Regions from separate parts of the Rattus norvegicus genome. Here region 2 is linked to region 1. A link is a contact called in public Hi-C data. All regions are on one chromosome and are shown on one strand. The core of a region is the stretch at or near the end of the contact, and the rest is flanking DNA. Distances in the headings are between cores, read along the strand shown. Region 1 has its middle 49 kb from the start of Actbl2. Region 2 has its middle 100 kb from the start of Gpbp1.

Evidence for each region. Hi-C and Micro-C count contacts between places; a contact is called where the count stands out from the background.
Region 2: a Hi-C map of frontal cortex shows a contact between it and region 1, with 1.7 times the contacts expected there. The contact joins two enhancer-like sites. A contact is called at or near these places in 2 of 12 Hi-C or Micro-C datasets (frontal cortex and liver).

Annotation. Positions count from the first base shown.
Region 1 is chr2:44,637,982-44,642,278 of GRCr8, reverse strand. No RefSeq gene overlaps it. Among named protein-coding and RNA genes, the nearest start is that of Actbl2, 49 kb to the right of the region's middle. Within about 2 kb of position 1,473, at least 12 of the 93 cell types and tissues checked have an H3K27ac peak or open chromatin away from gene starts, as enhancers often do.
Region 2 is chr2:44,719,675-44,723,575 of GRCr8, reverse strand. No RefSeq gene overlaps it. Among named protein-coding and RNA genes, the nearest start is that of Gpbp1, 100 kb to the left of the region's middle. Within about 2 kb of position 1,840, at least 19 of the 93 cell types and tissues checked have an H3K27ac peak or open chromatin away from gene starts, as enhancers often do.

The DNA.
Region 1 (4,297 bases), core at 224-2,723:
ACGATGACAAATATTCAGAGTGTAGTTAGAGATTATGCTGGTTTAGTAAAGTAGAAGTTGTAGGTTTCCTCCAAGGTCCATGACTCGATAGCCCTGAATGATTGACTAGGTTTCTAAAACCAAGCATGATTTTCCTCTTGGTGAAGTTAAGGCCAATTAGAGAGCTGTTGGTTGCCATCAAGGTGTGTGTGCCACCATTGCCCACTTAGGGCTACTGTGCTGTGCTGGTCCCTCTCGTTCATAGACGTCATAGCTGGGTAGGACTGTTGGTTGCTTCGCTTTTTTGGAAGTTTGCATGATGCCATCTGGTACCATGAAAGCTATTTCTCAGAGAGGAAGTTTTCAAATCAGTTCCAGCTCAGGGTCTCTGGGCCGCCTTCAGGAATACATGGTATCTTCAGAAATAGGACTTATCTTTCTCTCCTGGGAGGCAGCCAGGAGGAATAGCAATGTCCTGTAATGTTTTGGAAGTCTCTTGGACAACCCTGACCAACAATTCAAATGAAGGCTTCACATGCTTGGTGTTAGGGCTTCTGTTAGATGGTCTTTGGTTAGATGGTCACCTAGGACATCTATTTAAACTGTATATGTATATTTATATATTGACCTACGTGTATTTTAAAAAAGTTTTAGGTAGTTAATAGTATGATTCCTTTCCTTACACTTCTAGACGCCATCAGTATTATTTTATTCTCTTCCCTTCTTCTGTATTTATTTTCTTCCCTCCTCCCTAATTAAAGCATTCCTGTTTCCTTCCCATTTCATCATCAGGCCAATTCTACCTTGCTATCCCCCTCTCTATGACTCCTCCTCACACCCCAGGAATGGCCCCTACTTACTTTCCTGGTTTCTGTAGTTACTTTAGACTATGGACTCATATCTGAAGAGTGGAGCTAGGAGCCTTAGATGAGAGAGAACACAGCTGCTGCCCCTGACCAGATGATTGGAGTCTGCGTTGTCTTAACTATCAGTTCCGAAGACTCAAGACCTGGTGTCTTTTCTTGGGTATCAGTTCCCTGGAGACTCTGAATTTCCAGTAATAGCAACCAAGATGGCAGCAGCCGGAGTTGGTTGCAGTCAAGTCTGGGACAGATTTGATTTTTTTTTCTCTCAGTCTAATTATTAACCACCTTCCGGAAAATAGAGGGCGGTTGTTCCCATGGTAACAAAAGCCTCATGGCCAGAAAGCATTCAGTACCCTGACATTTATAGCCGGCTCTGCACTGTGCCAACTTGCTGATGCAGGAAGCCAGGAATCAGAACCCAAAGTGTCTTCCTGGAAGGAAAATTTTACTTTCCAGTTTTTCTTTCTTCAAGGTTCTTCTAAAGGATTCTATCTAATGCTGTCTTATTTGTCTTCCAGCCCCACCGACCCGAGACCCCTTCCCCTACATCCTGGTGTCTGCACATTTCCAGAGCTACCCACATTCTCCATGCATCATCCTGTGTGAGTCTAGATTCACGTTCCTCATAGTTGTCAATGAATCATTCAAGGTACACTTTTAGCTCACAGTTGAATAATGCCAGAGGAATAAAAAAGATTCTATTATTACGTCTCTTGAGCAGTCCTCTGGGTGACTTGTCATCCAGAAGTCACACTTATCTGGCTGTTCTTTATTTTTCCTTCATTTAAAAATAGTGAGCACTTCTGAGTCTGTTAGTTCCATTTTGATTGCTACTGATGATACTTTCATTGTTTCAGGGCCTGCAAGTGAGCACTGTGCTGATCCCACTTGCGGATTCCACCCTTTCAAATGCCATGCTATTATTAGTACCTTCAGCTCTTCTGAATAACCTTATTTATATTTTATGTGAGCTCGGACTCATGGTTTGCTTTGTCTCTTCAATGTCTCATGAAGAGAATGCTGTGGGCAACGGGATACTCAGCACACACACACACACACACACACATGCATGTATGCACACACAGACATGTGCACACATGCAGATACATGAATCAAAAAAAGACAAATAGGTCTGCTGTGTTAAGGTAGGGAAATGCCATGCATTTCATAAATGCCCACAAATAATGGTATGCAGCATGGTTTTATCCAGAAAGATTAACTCCCCGGCACCTGCAGAGGTAAGTGTGCCCTTTGCTTAGTCCACGTACACATCAGATTGTTACATATAACCACAGTGCACATGGATTGGCCCATTTTCTCTCTCTCTCTTTCTCCTGCCCTTAACCACAAAAGAACAGAGATCTTGAATTCAGTGAATCAAAGATCTTGGTCTCCTGTGCCAGTCTTTTTCTACCATAGGAGTAAGGAGGAGAGCATGAAACCATGACCTTCAGTGAATCAAGGAATGAAAACACACTATATCTCCCTTCCTCCTGGCTCTACCCCTAGTGGAGGGGAAGAGCGGGTCTTTCACTAAAAGAAGCAACTAAAATTCTGGAATTAACTGAATTGAACAGAGATAAATCTCTTTGTGACAATCTGGGTTGTTTCAGGATCCTTGCCTCCAATAGGAGGTGGAGGTGTGACTGAAAAGTGTTGGTCATAGTTACTAGAAACAAAATTGTACTGTGTTTAGATATAGGGCACAAAGACTCTTCACTAATCTTCTGCCTTTTCTTACTTCCAGGCTCATCTTGTTATCTGCTGCACTTGGTCCTCTAGTCCTGAAGAACAAGCCATGGTGCTGGAGGGCCTCCAGGCCATGGGGATGCTGCATTTAACCCAGCTCATGGGATAACAGGTCCCATTTCTGTTAATGAATTTTGTCGTTATACTTGCCAGGCAAGCCCTGTGTTAGAGAAGATGGCTTCCCCTTAGCCATGTCTAAATGGAACTTACACACAGTAGCTGGACAGCACAGATGATTCTGATGAGCAGAAGCAGCAACAAGGTTACCGATTGAGTCCTGGACAACAACATGGCTTCTTTAGCACACTCAGCACTCTGTCCATCTTGGCTTGAAGCTGGTTTAGTTTGGCTTCACAGTTCCCAGTGTGGTTTCCAACAGTAATGCTTCTCAGAGTAGATGATTTTAGGGTTTCTTTTACAGTACTATGTCATCAATGCTGACACAGTTAGCAAACGAGATGTTAGCGTCCTTGATGCGTGCTAGGAGATGCATTTCCTTCTACTGCTCCACAGAAGAAGGTCATCCTTGATGGGAGTAGGAGTATGCAGAGGAGATCAAAGGGAAACATTAAAATAGGCCCTAGATCATGGATGCATCAAACACTTTTGCAAAAGAATGGAAGAGGGAATATATGTACTGCTGAGTGTAGGGATAGCCGTGGCCTGTATTGTACCCATACGCTTCACTGGCCCTTGTCAAAGGTTTTTAAATAGGTGGTAAGAACAATGAGGACACTTTTAGGAGAGAGCCATTCAAGATGGCTAAGGATCAAGTGCTGATCCTTCATCTATGGCAAGGAGAGAGGGTCCTGGCCTCCAGCAATTACCGAGATGCACATCCCAGTCTGTAACTCAGTCATGCCAAGTAACAGCCGAAACCAAGTGACACTTGACTGTTACAGTAGATGGTGGGGAGTAGTGGGATTGAGTAGAGAAAAAAGGTCACAGAAACACCAGGGAGTACTTTCACAAAACCCGAGTGAGACCAAGGCCTTCTGTGTTTAACAAGCCTATTGCACACTATAAAAGGGACTTCTCATGCTATCTCTATGCTTTATAGCCAGCCCTTCAGAGGCCAACCCTATTATTGACCTGTAAGGAAGTCACATGATACAGATTGGTCATGTGACTTATCTAAGCTCATGTAAACACCAAGGCCAGGACAAGGTCACATCTAGCTCTGTCTGGCTCCAAAGCCTCTCTGAGCCTACCCTTAGGTGCCCTGCCTCCATCCCCATCCCCTTGGAGATGAGCCCTAGTGCTGTTTGCCCTCCTTCCAGAAGCCCTGGGTATTGTTCCAGTGAAACAGGAAACCCACTGGTGCTGTGAGATCCAGAGATCCCATTTCCTGCCTCCATGAGTATGAGTCTGAGCACTGAGGACCAGGCTGGTCATCGGGCCCTGGCCTGCTGGGCTCAGAGTCCACCTTTTTAGGGCCACTGCACCCACCGGGTAGATCACACATGCCCAAGAACCAAATGCCTTTTGTTCCTTTCTTGATTCATAAAATTTTTTTTAGCTGAATTTCGAAGCTCGGTTGCATCATTAATTCTGAAAGGAATAATCTGTAAGGGGTCTGGAGACTGTTTTGTCTTACTAGATATTAAAAAAAATACCATAAAGCTGAAACACGAAACAGCATCAGCACATTTTCAGAAAGCAATCTGTCATATTTATCAAAATCGACAATATGTAGGAATCGC
Region 2 (3,901 bases), core at 591-3,090, 81 kb before region 1:
TACTCCTTCCGTGGGAAGCTTAAAATTCATGAAGTGGGTTGTAAGTGTAGCAGCTTCTGCTGCAGGGAGCAGGTCCCCGAAAGCTATTGTGCATGTGTCAAAGCCCCAGTGTTCCAGAGCTGATTTTCATCCTCAGTTATGAAGGATTCTGTCCTTTTAAAATCTGAACTTTTTGAGGACCCCCATGTGTCCTGGAAAGTGTCCACTGGCTTTCATTAGGGTACCCCTGAACTGACCACAAGCTTTTTCTTCTATTGGAGTAAGTACGATCTTGGGATAGCTAATCCAAATTGGGTAAAATCGAACTTTTCTGGATCAGGGAGCTGGCATGTCTGAAGACAACCCTGTGGTTCAGTGATTGTCAACCTTTGTTATAGTCCTCCTGTGGTGGAGACTTCGTAACCACAACATTATTTCCCATGCTACTTCATAACTAATTTTGCTACGTTATGAGACGTTTTCCGAGGGTCTTAGGTGACTCCTGGGAAAGGGTCTGCCAACCCACCAGAAGTCATGACCCACAGGTTGAAAATCTGTGGTGTGGTTTCTCTGATATGAGAGTGAGTCGAAGGAATCGTGGTGAGAGCTGGAAGGAGCCTGGGTCATCCTGGGTTAGTCTGGAACGGAAGTTAGGGCGGGGGTGGGGCGGGGGATCAGGAGCCGGAAGGAGTTAGTTGGTAAAGCCCTCTCTTGCTTCCCCCATTTCGGCTTGTGGAATCCTCCTTCAGAGGCTCAGGTAGAGGAACCTGGCTGAAGAGATTTACGAATACTGACTGCGTGCCTCTCAGTGAAGTGAGGTTTTTGCCATTGAATTTCTGAGAGAAGAGGCCAGAAAGGTCAGAACTGGAGAGATGATGAGTGGTCTCCTTTCTCTTTTTTTCATTTTTTTTTTTTTTTTTGGTTCTTTTTTTTTTTTCGGAGCTGGGGACCGAACCCAGGGCCTTGCGCTTCCTAGGTAAGCGCTCTACCACTGAGCTAAATCCCCAGCCCCTCCTTTCTCATTTTAACAGAGAACTCCAGACTCAGGTCTTCTCTGGAGGCATCAATGATGGTTCAGAAAACTTACCAGGATGGCCAAAGCTTAATTAATTAATTAATTAATTAATTAATCCCACGCATGTACAGAGGACAGCCTGTGATTGGGTTTCCTCTCTCACCTGACGATCTTGGGGATCAAACTAATGTTATCAGGCTTGGTTGCAAGCATGCTTGCCCACCAGGCACATCATCGGTCCCTTTTAGAAAGTTTTATAGCAGGCAGTGTTAGGGGTCTCCTCTTTCTCTCTCTGCTACCTCACAAGTTCAAGTCCTAATCTCCAGTATTGAGGAGTATGAGCTTGTTTGGAAAAAGGGCTCTGCAGATACCACATGTTATGCCTAGACTCTTAGTTTTAGTGCTGATGGAAAGAGGAACTGTGCACATAGGCACATACCCACCCATGGGGAGGACAGTATATGAGCACCCACCATGAGAAGGGCAGTATATGAACACAAATGTGGATTTCAAGGTGGAAGCCCAGAGGCAATAACAATGGTCAGAAAACCACCAGAATCCAGAAGAGAACTAGAACAGATTCTGAAAGCCTCAGAAGGAATCTCCCTTGCTAAGATCTCGGTCTTAGACCTTTAGTCTCAAAACTGTGGGGCTACCTTTCCGCAATTTAAGCCATTCAGTGTAAGGTGTTGTTATATCAACCCTAGCTGAGCAATACTGATGGGAATGTTGGAGCTCTCTGAAAACGAGCAGAAGTTTCCTCCCAGGCTGACTGATCGGCCCTGACTATCCATACTGTCCTATTGTTACTGCCAATTGCATTTTATACAGAGGCCTGTGGTCTCATTCAGCTCCAGATTCTCCTATATTTATCCAGTGGAACATTGCCTTGCTGTTGCAGGCTGTGTATGTGGAGGCCAAGAATGAAGCTCTTTGTTTAGAAATTGCGTGGTGTACCTAAATAACAGCTATGAGCATATGGAGAACTTTCAAGCTAGAGGCATTTCAGAATTAGGCAAGGGAAGAGAGGCTTCATTTGTCAAAGACATTTTCTGCTCAAATTCATCACAATCTTCCCTGCAGCCTCCCTTCCGGCTCCCCTTTCCCAACCCCAAGTATATAAGAGGCTTTCTTAGCAGCGTAGGCCCAACAGGATGTTAGGAAAAGTGGGTTAAAAAAATAGTACACCAGATAAATGAAAAAACAAACAAACAAATCCCCAAACCAACCCTGTTTATAACATCAGAATTATAAAAAAAGCAGTGGATACGACATCCCTTTCTTGTTTGTTTGCTGGTGGACATGCTTTTAAGTGCATAAGAGCTGTACAGCAAAGGCTAGCCTTTAAGAGAATAACCTCGGTTGTTTCCTCTTAGGAAATTTAGGCATGAAATTCCACCTGCAAGCTTTTGATGCAGATTGCTAGACTGTTAGTGGTCCGTATGCTCGCACCCAATCTCTGAAGCAAACTGAGGCAAGTTCAAGGTCCACTCCAGGCCAGCTTGCTCCAAGGATAAGGTGGGGATAGCTCGCAGGGGTGATTTCCAGTTCAGGTTCCCTGAATTCTGGGTGTCCGGGCTGCCCAGCTCCCGCCGATGCACTACAGCTTCAGAGCTCTGGAGAAGCCTTTGGAATGAAAACATTCCACTGGCTGCCAGGGAAGTGTCGAGGAGGCAGTGAAGGAGCCAGTGAGGAGGCAGCTGCACTTGCTTGTGTGTGGGAAGGAGGTGACTGCTGGGTAGTTGGTATACTAGTTTCACACTCCATTTACGGGGTGTCCCACAGACTTTTCCCTTGTCACCCAAGCCACAGCCTGGGAAAGCGCCAGTCTTCCAGTTGCTTCTGGCATAGAAATTTATGGCTTCATGGTAGGTCTTAGTTAAAGAGAATTTTTAAAACTAGCCTTTTCAGGTTAGCATACAAAGTAATGGTTTCATTATCACATTCTTTTCTTCTCTTTTCTTTCCTTTTCGTGTACGCTCTTCGGTTGGTGGCTCAGTCTCTGCGCGCTCCCAGGGGTCCGGGTTAGTTGATGCTGTTGGTCTTCCTGTGGGGTTGCCCTCCCTTTCAGATCCTTCAATCCTCGCCCTAACTCTTCCACAGGACAATTCTTCCAATTTTATCCTTTTATTGGTTCTTTGTAAATTTCATATCATGCAGCCCACTCCCATTCATCTCCCCCTCCCCTGTACCTACCTTCCACCCTTGCAACCTTCCTCCAACAGAGGAAAAAAAACTCATTGTGGAAGCTGTATTGTGTCACACTGTGTCCCATGGTATAGCCTTTAGTCCACTTCTTTGCTTACAAATGTTCATTGCAGTGACTCATTGGTCTGGTCCAAGGCCTCTGACTTCTGCTACTCAATCAATTCTTACTGAGACTCCTCTTAGGCATTCTGTTGTTGCCCTGTGTCATGGAGATCCTGTAGGTTTGGATCTGTATGACTGGCCTCTTCACGCATTCCTGCAATTCATTGGTAGATGTTGGGGTGGGCCATCTTGGCGCCCAGGAGCGGGGCCTGGGAGGCAGCTGAGCTGGTCAGCCCATCTTTATGGTATTTTTGTATATGTGCTACACTTTTCCTCTTTGTTCCTCTCCCGTACTCCCTCCCATTTCCTGGGTCCACACCACCCCTGCCTCTCTAGCTCATTCCTTTTCTTTCCACAGTCAGACTATGTTGTCTTCTTTGAATGTGTTCCGTTATCCTATCTCCCTACCTCCCTAAAGATCTCTTCCTCTCCTTTTTACCATCACCTTTCCCTTTCATGACGCACGTGCGCATGCACGCACGCACACATACACACGCATGCACGGGTTCTTCATGTAAGCAAACACATGGGGTTTGCCTTTCTGAGCCTGGGTCTTTTCTCTTGACATAAAGATTATCAGTTGCATCTATTTTCCTG